2 separate regions of the Sus scrofa genome follow, and region 2 is linked to region 1. A link is a contact called in public HiChIP or PLAC-seq data. All regions are on one chromosome and are shown on one strand. Each heading gives the region's core, a stretch centred on a gene start, on an enhancer-like site or on the middle of the called end of the contact. The rest is flanking DNA. Distances are from core to core; before and after follow the strand shown.

Region 1 (5,564 bases), core at 869-3,368:
TTTCTCCCTCAAAAAAAAAAAATTTTTTTAATTAGCCTAAACTAGATGATCATGACTATTTTAAAGCACCAACAAAACTCAAATGAAAGAAAAATTATTTTGTCTTTGTAACATTTATGCCCTAGATGAAGACTGGAAACTAAAGTTGTCTCTAGTGCTTCTAAAAACCATATTTATAGATTAATAGCCGATACACCACTGAATATGAGTGAGTGCTGATTTACTGAAGTGCACCTATGTAAAGAAATTCACTTCAACTTTAACACTGAACGAACATAGTCATTAACAGAAGTCACTGAATTAGAATCCTTTTGATGTGTACAGCTTTCTTATAGACTAAAAACTCATCAACACTGCTTTACCTAGTGCATGAATTATAAAAATATCACGAATCCCAGTATTCATGGCCACAATCAGCAACTGTGAGAATCATCTGGTAATACTGGACAACATAGTCCAAAAGCAGAGGAACTCAGAATCAAACCAGAGAATAGAAAAGTACTGCCACCAAGTTTCACTTCACAACTGGGATTTGACCATTCTCCCTCCATTTCCGTCAGCGTGGTACTTGGGGGCTGGCTTAGCTGAAGGGAATTAGAAGGTAATAGTTTATTTATACATTCTCTGTATTTTCTGGGAAAATCATACTCTCCTACCAAGAGTGTGGCTTCAACAGGGATTTTTAGCAGAGTGGAGAGGCAACTAGATGTGATAATCCTGAAGATCAGAAAGGTGACTGATGACAGCCCTATCAAGCAGACTTCTGGTAATTTAGTTTAAGAATGCTGTCTCACCTCAAACATGGGACCTAAGGGAGAACATGGCTGTAGCACCACGGATTGAGCTTTCCTACTTTCAGTGAAAATTAGCCAGGAGCTAATATCTAGTTACACTGAATGGTGCTCCAGATTGGGGCTAGTTTGCTGACAGTCCATCATGTTATCACTCACGCAGGTGTCACGCACACAATCAACATTGCTACTTTTAAAGACACTCAGTTCCACGAGGAAAGGACCACATGCTCTGAACAACCCAGGCTATTCATAGCAGGGACTTAGCTAATGCTTTCAGAGATACTGTTTCCCTGCGTCCTGGGGACTGAGGTTGCTTTCCTTTATTTACCTGATTTTTTTTTTTTTTTTAACGTTCCTCTCCATTTACCTCTTTTACACTGTGGATCTAAACATTCATCACCACCACACCCTGAGCAGACTTAGAAAAAAGAGAACGGAAGTTCCCCTGGGCAGGAAATGTGGAAGAGGAGCGTTGGAAAGGTCAGGAGCGACACAGGACAGAAGAAAGTCCAGTTGAAAATCAAGCAGATTTAAGTACGTCGAACCTGCTTCTAGGCCATTTCGTTTTGTTTGCCTAATTGGCCTTTCCCGACATCCAGACAGCGCCGAGGTAGATTAACACCTGCCGTCGCATCCCCCTCCCCTAGCCTGCGGATTCCAGACTTCCTTTTCACAGAAAAGAAACGCTACCTTCACCATCACCTCTTTTACAGACTTTGCCCCCAAGCCTTCCTTGACTTTGGGAGCTAAGAATGAAGGGGAGAGGGGCAGAGAAGGCTCTCAAAAGGAAAAGGAGCCGAGGTTGCCCTCTTCGCCTGGGCCGCCCCCGGCCAAATCGTAGGCTGCCACCTCTGGCTCCAGCCTCTCCTTCCGGATGCTGGGCCCGGAGAGTCCGGGGTAGGCGGGATGCGAGCGGCCTCTCGAACCGGCCTCGGCCAACGCAGCGCCGGCACTCGCCGCTCCTTCTCGGGGTCCGGCCTGGCTGCCCCAAGAAGAAGCCCGTCGGGGCCTCAGCCTCCCCGTGACCGGGCCCCGCCTCCAGCCCGCCACCCCCGCGCCGCCGTCGATGCTCTTACCCGCAGGACGTGGTAGCCCTCCGTGCCCCCGCCTGGGATCTCGACGCTCTGCGAGGAGCCCATGGCGGCGGGCGATCAGTGTGGCCGGGCCGGGCTTCGCGCAGCTCCCGCCTCCCGCGCACCACCCGCTCCGCTCCTCCGCGTAGCACTTGGGACGTGGCACTCGCTGCCTCGGGAGAGCCGGGCCGCGCTGCCCGCTGGGAGATCGTCGCCTCGGCAGCTGGGGCCGCAGCGACGCCGCCGACAGCGCCACCTGCCGCGAACCACCGGGAGGAGCCTGAGCGTACAGCAGGCGAGGGGAGGGGGGAGCGGGAAGGTGGGGAGGGGCCTTACTCGTGCTCGCGAGAGAGCAGAAATACGGTTCATCCAGCCTTGGCACCTTGCTACGGGTCCCTGGGCTTGACAAGATTCATCTAAGCCGCGTTCCCGCTAGCCTGCAAGAAGAGTTGTTTGATTGTAGCTCCGCCTGGTGGCCAGAGACCAGGAAGGGGCTGCTGTTGAAAAGAACCGGGTGGATGCAAACACTACGAGTTCCCTCTTCTCTGAGTTTAAAGTACTCCTCCCAGGTTGTACGGAGGAGCGTGGTAGGGTATCTTCGTGGGCAGATAGCGCTTCCGCTCACCTCTTTATAAAGGAAAACGCTCCCTTCATAAAGCACTTGTCCTAAAGAGTCATGGAGGACCCGCCGAAGTTCTTTGTTTTTTTTCCCCTAATTATGAGAAAAAGATCGTCACAAACTGAGCGGTGCCCGAGTGGGGAGCACAGTTGGATGCCCTTGGAGTTCCACCGCCTGCTGCTCAGTTCTCCACCCCGCTTCCTTCAGTTAGCCAACTTGTGGTCACAGTTTTCCTACTCGGTTGCTCCTTTTGCCCCTTCCCTTCTAAAACCCCGCAGTTATGGCCATTGCCCACGGGTCAATTTGAGTATCACTTACGGTGGATCAACCAGATATCAGAGCATGTGTATTCTGATGTGAAGCAACATGAAGTACCTGTTATCACCTGTGAAGTACTCTGGTCCAAAATGTTTACCTTGCTCCTTTCACACCTTTAGTTAGATCTTCCAATTTACAGGAAGAGAGGATAGAGGAATAAGTAAAATGATTTCACAAGGAAGCAACCAGGCAAAAATACAGGAAGTGAGCCGTTTTTCATAACAGCTGGCCAGTTCTTTTCATCAAATCGGAATAACAAGAAAGAGTTTATACTGGATTAAAAGAAATAATCAAGAATATAGCCAGGAGGTGCAATGAAAGGCCATGAGTTAGGGGTTGATTTGGAAAAATAAGCTGTAAAGGACAGTTTGGGCTCAATTGGGAAAATGTGAATACTGAGAATTTGAAGGTAAAGCATTAATTGTCCTGGAAAAGTGGAAATTATTGACTGAAAAAAGACCAGGTTATAAGGCAAAATATGTCTGTAAACAATACAGACATATTTTTGTAAACCAAATACACCTTAACGCAGAGTATGTGTATGAAGATGTAGCAAGATATGAACCAAGCATTACTATGGTGACCCCTTGGTAGTGATGGAATTTTTTTTTTTTTTTTTTTTTTTGGTTTGGTTTGTCTTTGCTGGTGCTACATTCTGAAATACTCATGGACTGCTTTTGTAACAATAGAAGAGTATTTAGAATTTTAAAATAAAAAAATCATTTTTCTTTCTCTGCTGTCCATAAACCAATACCAGGTTTTTAGGAGGCCTGGGACATATATAAAGATTCAGATGATATCTCCAGTTATGAGGCTTCTCAAGGACAGGGAATGCAGTGGAGTCAGCTCTGTATTCCTAATACCTAATAGAGTACCTGGCAGTTAATTCAACAAATTAATGAATTTGACGCAAAGGAGTAAGTATAAGAGCTAGATTTGTTGATAAATATTCTTGTTCTGCTTGGCAATTATAATCCTCTTCGTGGTGGTGTTATAAGCTGTTGCTATGTTCAGTGGTCAAAATTTTTGTTTCCCAGACATCTGACAGGAGCCATAGTTTGCAGAACACCAGCTGTGGACCTGAGGTAGTGGATGCGCAACTCCAGCCCCTGCTTAAAGCTGCTGTGTTGCAGCCCTGTGAGTACCTGCATTTCCCATACAGACCATTTACTCTTCTCTTTCTTTCCTTCTTTCTTTCCCTCCTCCTTTTTCTTTCTTTTCTTCCTTTCCCCTTCCTTCCTTCCTCCCTCCCCCTCTCTCTCTTTCTTTTTTTTTTTTTTGCTTTATAAGGCCACAATCACAGCATATGGAGGTTCCCAGGCTGGGGTCCAATTGGAGCTGCAGCTGCCAGTCTACACCAGAGCCACAGCAATGCAGGATCTAAGCCACGTCTGTGACCTACACCACAGCCACAGCAACGTGGGATCCGAGCCGCATCTGCAACCTACACCACAGCTCACAGCAACGCCGGATCCTTAACCCACTGAGCAAGGCCAGGGATCGAACCCGCAACCCCATGATTCCTAGTTGGATTTGTTAACCACTGAGCCATGAAGGGAACTCCTCTTTCTTCCTTTCTTTCTCTTTTTCTTTTACAGCTGCACTTGCAGCATATGAAAGTTCCTGGGCTAGGGGTCGAATCGGAGCTGCAGCTGCTGATTCGCCACAGTCAATGCCAGACCAAGCTGCATCTGTGACCTACACCACAGCTTGCAGCAATACCAGTCCCTTAAGCTACTGAGCGAGGTCAGCGATGGAAGCCACATCCTCGCAAACACTATGTCTGGTTTCTTAACCCGCTAAGCCACAAGGGGGAACTCCCCGCATACCTTCTTACCTTCTTGACTTTATTCAACTTCATCCATATATCAGGGATGTTCTCTCCTACATTTTCTATTTAAAAAAATTCTAACTAATCCCTTAAGGCCTTATCTCAAATGTTATTTATTCTTAAATTCAGAGTGACTCTCTCCTTACCCCGAATTCTTGGACTAGTTAGTTTCTTCCTTGCTGGTTACTTCATCATCCTCACAGGCCTCTCTTTCGTCATTTATACTCCATTCATTCAGGGTGAGGATCATGTTTTTTCACCTTTAGATTCTCAGTTCCTGGTTGGGTGCTGGGAACACGGTAGGTGCAGGTTCCATCCCTGGCCTTGCTCAGTGGGTTAAGGATCTGGTGTTGCCGGGAGCTGTGGTGTAGGTTGCAGATTCAGCTCCGATCCTGCATTGCTGTGGCTCTGGTGTAGGCTGGCAGCTGCAGCTCCGATTGGACCCCTAGCCTGGGAACCTCCATGTGCCTCGGGAGCGGTCCAAGAAAATGGCAAAAAACAAAAAACAAAAAAACCTGTGCTATTTCTTTAGGGGCAGCTGGCAGAATGTGAGGTGCAAGGCTCACCTGACTTGAGATTGAAAAAATGTGATAACCATTGCTCCAGCTTTCCTGGTGCCACACATTTTCCTCTTTTACTGGGGGAATCTGCTCAGAGGGCAGAGCATAAAATCCCAAAGATGTTGCCAAAGCAAATGTAAATTAATATAACATGATGGAGGGGAACACATGAGAGGTTATGTCCAAATCAGTCTCAACTGAAGTAGGAATCTGCTGCAGGCAAGTTGGTATTTTGAAACATCACAGGCAGCAGAGAAGCAAAGCCCAACAAAACCAAATATCTTCAGACTAAAAAAGGCTAACAAGATGAAATCTATTTTTTTTCTGAAGGAGAAGCATCTGAGATGCAATTTTGTGGGTCTATTCTGG
Region 2 (5,564 bases), core at 1,549-4,048, 700 kb before region 1:
ATTTAGTTGTATTTCTACAATTTAATATCTCTTGTAATGTTTTATAAACTTTCAATTAGATATAAATCGTGTAACAGATATTTCTTAGGGCCACTTATGGCCATCTTTAGTAAACAAAAAACAAATTTGCTGTCAGCCCTAAAGAGTTTAAGGCTATAGAAATTTCCCAGGTGGTGCAGAGGATTAAGGATCCGCGTTGCCTCAGTTGTAGAGGCCGAAACTGCAGCATGAGTTCAATCCCTGGCCTGGGAATTTGCACATACCCTGGGCATGGTCAAAAAACAAAAAAGAGTTTAAGGCTATAGATGCTAATTTGGAATGGCTCTGCCAGTCTGATTCATGCTATCAGCTTTTAATCAAATAGATAACTTACACCTCCAACCCTCTTATAATAATGGATCACAAAAAGGTTTGGAATCAACTAGAGAATCAATTCTTCAATTACAGGCCTTACACCATCATAGAAATGCTGCACATAAATTGTACCTTCAATTTTTCTGCTACTGATTTTTCTTTTTCCTTAAGAGATTCCTAGAAGTCCTGGCTACTGTTTAGGCTACCACATAGAAAAAACCTGAGACTAATGTCACACTTAGGACAAACTATCTTAACAGTGCCTATTTAAAACAGTGATAAAAAAAAATATACAAGTATGTCTAAACAATTTCCAAAGGGACAAATGTACATTTCAATATAGGATCAAGTAAAATATCTCCAACTCAGGGTCAACGTACTTTTGCCACACATGATGAAATGATGCCCCAGATCAGAAGACATAAGTACCTAGTTCACCTTTATGATAGTATCAGACCCACCACCCATGCAGATATTTGCATGGATACCCATAAAGATATTTCAGTGACTAACTCATGATAATAATACCAATTAAACAATCCCCTAATTAATAATGCATATTTCTCTTTGCCATTATCTATTCTAAGAAATTACCAGCAGTTCAGACTAGTAAAATATTCAGATAAGTTTGAATTCCAAACTAAGTTATGATACATATGACTTTTATTCTTTTTTTTTTTTTTTTTTTTTTTTTTTAGGGCCACATCTGCAGCATATGGAAGTTCCCCGGCCAGGGGTCTAACTGGAGCTGCAGCTGCCAACCTACACCACAGCCACAGTAATGCCAGATCCAAGCTATGTCTGCCACCTACACCACAGCTCATGGCAATGTTGGATCCTTAACCCACTGAGCAAGGCCAGAAACTAAACCCACATCCTCATGGATACTAGTGGGGTCCACTGAGCTGAGGGAAATTTCACATAGCCAAGTTTTATAAGCTCTAACAAGGCAGATGCTTCTTGCTCTATATAGTAAACATACTCCTAGAAGACTAAATATGTACTTTGAACTTTTCACCTAGAGTGCTATATTTACAGTCACAACTGCTGGGATTTTTATCTGTACTCAAAGTATTATCTAGAGGTATAAGTACTTAAAATCCAATTATTTTATGTATATTTTTAAAAAGTCAAACATACTTCCTTTTTCTTCCTTTCTTCTTCTTTCCTCTTCTTTTCCTCTCTGATTTGGGCCAATCGCTGCTTCTTACGTTCCAACTCTGCCTTTAATTCACTTTTGTCAGACATGTTTGAGACCTTAAGAAGCATATAATTATTTACAATCATCATTCCACTGGCAAAAGCAGCACTTTTTTAAAAAATTAGTCTTTAAGAACTGTCTCAAGAGACCATATAGTTCAATTCTGTCTAAAGAGAACACAGAAACTCTACTTTTAAAATAATGGAAGCATATATATTACTAACACCGGAAAAACACTATAAACAAATGTATATAAGAAATAAATATTCAGAGTTGACCACGGTAGCTAGCACCTTTAATGTTCACATGCCCAAACGTAACACAATGTCTCTGGCTCTTAAAACAAATGATAAGGGGTTGGCATTAAAAGCTCCTAGGCTACAAAACACGGATCAAATCTATTACCAAAGTTTTGCATTCATTCCTAGAAACTGAATAAAACAGGCGGTGAGACAAAATTCCTATGAATTCTAAAACTACCGTGTAAAACTAATATTAAGGACAAGCAAAACCCCCAAATTACCATCAATAACTGTAAAATAAAGTATGTATGTTTTTAGTCAAAGCCCAACAACAAAGTGACGGAATAACTGCATACAGCTGACAGGCCCCGCTCTATCTCACAGAGGCCGGAGCCTCAAGACTGACATGTTCACTTTCTTAAAACTCCAAGGAAGAAATAGTCTCTGGAATTTTGTGCTACAACCTCCGCATTCGGGTACTTGGCAGCACAGACTGGGTGAGGGAAAACGCTGTCAACGCAAGTAGTAATGACTTTTCTTTATAAAATGGAGCAAGGGGAAAAGAAGTCACTTCTCCCCTGGGGTCACGGCTAAGAGGGCGCGGTCCAGAACAGGGCGTCCGGGGGAGGGGGCCTCGACACGCCTCGAGGCTCCTCGGGGCACCTCCGTAGGGTCCAGAAGGGAAGGGATGCAGTCGTTTTCCCCGGCCTTCCTGAGTCACCGCACCTGGCTCTTCCCGCCTCTCCCTCCGGGAACCAGACCGGGCGGCGCTGTCAGCAGATACTGCCAAGCCGCCCCTAGAGTCCTAACGTGAGACACAGGAGACAGAAGGGCCCAGAGCGAAGGGCAGTCAACCCACCTGTCAGATGGCGGGGTGTGGAAGAGACCGCCTGTCAGCAACTTCCCCGTAACGTCCCCTCTCCTTTGCCTTCAACGCCAACAGTCGCCGCCACTAGCTCCACGGCTTGCCCAAGCACACAAAGAGGGATGGGCGGCGGCTGCTACGGCAAGAGAGTAGGGACAAATGGCTTCACCACAACGAGGTCGCTCCAAAAAGGAAGTGAGGGGCTCTGCTGTGGGGAATTGCAGCCCCTCTGCGACTTACCTGTGTGAAGATGAAGCCAAGAGATGAGACAAAGAATCCACCCAGGGGCGCGAAGTGTTTCCGCTTTGCCGAAAACGGAAAGACTAAGCCTAATTGCCTGGGGCTGGGTAAGCAAACGCCGCCCTTGCCGCACAGATTGAAACTATCTGGGAGAACTACAAGCCCCAGCTTCAAGAGAAACCTGCGTGAGGCAAGCAATGCACTCTGGGAGTTGTGGCCAATGGTAGTCGCAAAGTGTGCTGGGACATGTAGTATTTCTTAGTCTTTGGCTTGCCCATGTACAGGCCTTCAAGTTTCCCAAAAGAAACTTATCACACTTCTCTTTATTGTAGTCTCATCTGTTGGTCAGTTCTCCCAATGTTGTATGTGTTATATCTTAGGATCTTTGACTCTACATTGCTAATTTTAAAAAATGTTATTTTCCAGTGGTGAACCTATGTATTACACTGCACATCTGAAGAACACTTTTTACAGTATGTATTATCAGTATTAGAAACAAAAAAACAAAAGCAAACCAACCAACCACGGTATAGAGGTTTCATGTGTCATCTTAAGCAAAATATAAAATATTAATTTTGAAAGTGTAGTGTAACATAATTCTGTCAAAAAATGTGAGAAATTGTGTTTAATTAGAAAAAGATTTGTCGGAGTTTCTGTTGTGGCTCAGCAGGTTAAGAACCCAACTAGTATTCATGAGCATGCAGGTTCAATTCCTGGTCACACTCAGTAGGTTAAGGATCTGATGTTGCTGCAAAGTGCTGCATAGGTTGCATATGCCTCTCTGATCTGGCATTGCTGTGGCTGTTGTGTAGGCTGGCAGCTGCAGCTTGGATTCAACTCCTAGCCTAGGAACTTACATATGCCACAGGTGTGGCCCTAAAAAAAAAAAAAAAAAGAAAAAGATTTATAAATCCTTACTCAGTTTTTACTAGTGTTTGTGGTTGTAAATTTGCTCATTGGGAGTGTTACTGTTATGAAAATTATCAATAAAGCCTCTGATTCCTGTATTTCCTCTTAAATTTCAGCCTGTACACATGGAATATTTATTTGAGCTTGCAAATAAAATGATTATTGTTACAATCAATGAATCAGTAAGAATATGTTAATCAGTATAGCAAATAATAATTTCTCAGTGTTTTGTTGCAATGTGGTAGGTAGCATTTGGGTTTTCTCTCAAACAATTTTTGAAAAGAAAACGTTTCATACTATTGAAATCTAAACCAAGCAAGAATGTTCCCACCATTTTAGATTTTTTTTTGTCTTTTTAGATTTTTTAATACACAAAGAAAGCAAAAGTTATAAGAATATGAATTTACTGGAAATATGTGGATTGAATCAATTTTTAAAAATTACTTAATTTAAAACATTATCTGGCAAGAATTAAAGCTTATACCAAACTAATGTTTTTATCATATTCTAGAAGGACATTGCCCAAATCTAGCGGTAATCCTTAGGATTCAAAATCTGAATACTTGGGCCTTTGTCTAGTCTTTACCTTGTCATGCCCTGCCTATATACAAGATAAATTTCTCAGAAATAAATCTGAGAAAGAATATCCTTCACATTCCAAGATTTTCCCCCATAACCTAAACTTTCAAAGAGCTTTATTACTGTATTACCTTTTAATTTTTTATTTTTTCCTAATATTGAGACTCCATTTACCAATTTAAAAAATTGCTATTGATTACCCACTATGTGCAGGTACTATATGGATTAGTAAGTTTGGTGTCTAAATATGTGCACTTGGGAGTTCACACTATGGTGCAACGAGACCTGCTGCATCTCCGGAGTGCTGGGACGAAGGTTGCAACCCTGGCCTGGCACAGTGGGTTAAGGATCCCGTGTTTCCGTAGGTTGTAACTGTGATTCAGATATGATTCCTGGCCCAGGAACTCCATATGCCATGTAACGGCCAAAAAAGATTTTAAAATAAATAAATAAATGTGTACACTTGATGTCCTTTGCAGTGTGGTGTGGCGCTGAGGAGAAAGACACGAGTTTGGGGCTGGCATTTAGGAGTCAGCTCTTTCTCTGTCACTACAATGTAGGGCAGAGCTCCAGGTATCTAAGAATTTTAAATTCAAACCCAGTCTTTGTCAAGATTGGAGGATGGAATACATATATTCTATTTAATTCTTTATTAGCTTGATTTTTAACTTTTAAATATATTTATATAGTATATAGCTTTCATTTATACTCTTTCCCAGGGTCCTAGAAATATCAGGGGCAGGTCAAGAAGAGAAAATTTGTGTTTAATTGGAAGATAGTACTAAAGAAACTACCCAGAATGCACTATGGAGAAACAAAAACAAAAACAAAAAAACAATATGTAAGAAAGATTTAGAAACATGGGGAATAGGAGTAGGTCTAACAAGCACCTCACAAACTTCTAGAAAGGAAGGGAAGAGAGAGTAGAGCAGAAGCAATTACAAACAAAGCAATTACAAACATTTTTACCACAACTGGTGAAAATCACCAATCCACAAATTCAAGAATTCCAATTAGTTGCAAATAGGATAAAGAGAAATCCAGAACTTGACAAAGTTGAATGTAACTGAAAAAACAAAAACAAAAACAAAAAACAAACACACACACACACAAAAATCAATCCTGGAAATAACCCTAATGCCCATCAACTGGAAAATGGATAAAATTGTAATAT

The links. HiChIP or PLAC-seq counts read pairs in DNA pulled down with a chosen protein or histone mark.
Region 2: a contact with region 1 is called in an H3K27ac HiChIP or PLAC-seq map of alveolar macrophages. The contact joins the promoter of DYNC1I2 here to the promoter of GORASP2 in region 1. A contact is called at or near these places in 1 of 5 promoter capture datasets (liver), 2 of 47 Hi-C or Micro-C datasets (heart right ventricle and skeletal muscle) and 1 of 2 datasets of contacts at active chromatin or transcription factors (alveolar macrophages).

Annotation. Positions count from the first base shown.
Region 1 is chr15:77,095,862-77,101,425 of Sscrofa11.1, reverse strand. GORASP2 (Golgi reassembly-stacking protein 2) reads right to left here and starts at 2,118. Exons shown (of 11, transcript XM_021074828.1): 1 at 1,871-2,118. The coding sequence starts at 1,933. LOC110256942 (a long non-coding RNA gene) reads right to left here and starts at 2,251. Exons shown (of 1, transcript XR_002339024.1): 1 at 1,868-2,251.
Region 2 is chr15:77,800,835-77,806,398 of Sscrofa11.1, reverse strand. DYNC1I2 (dynein cytoplasmic 1 intermediate chain 2) reads right to left here and starts at 2,798. Exons shown (of 17, transcript NM_001243495.1): 1 at 2,657-2,798; 2 at 1,495-1,611. The coding sequence starts at 1,602.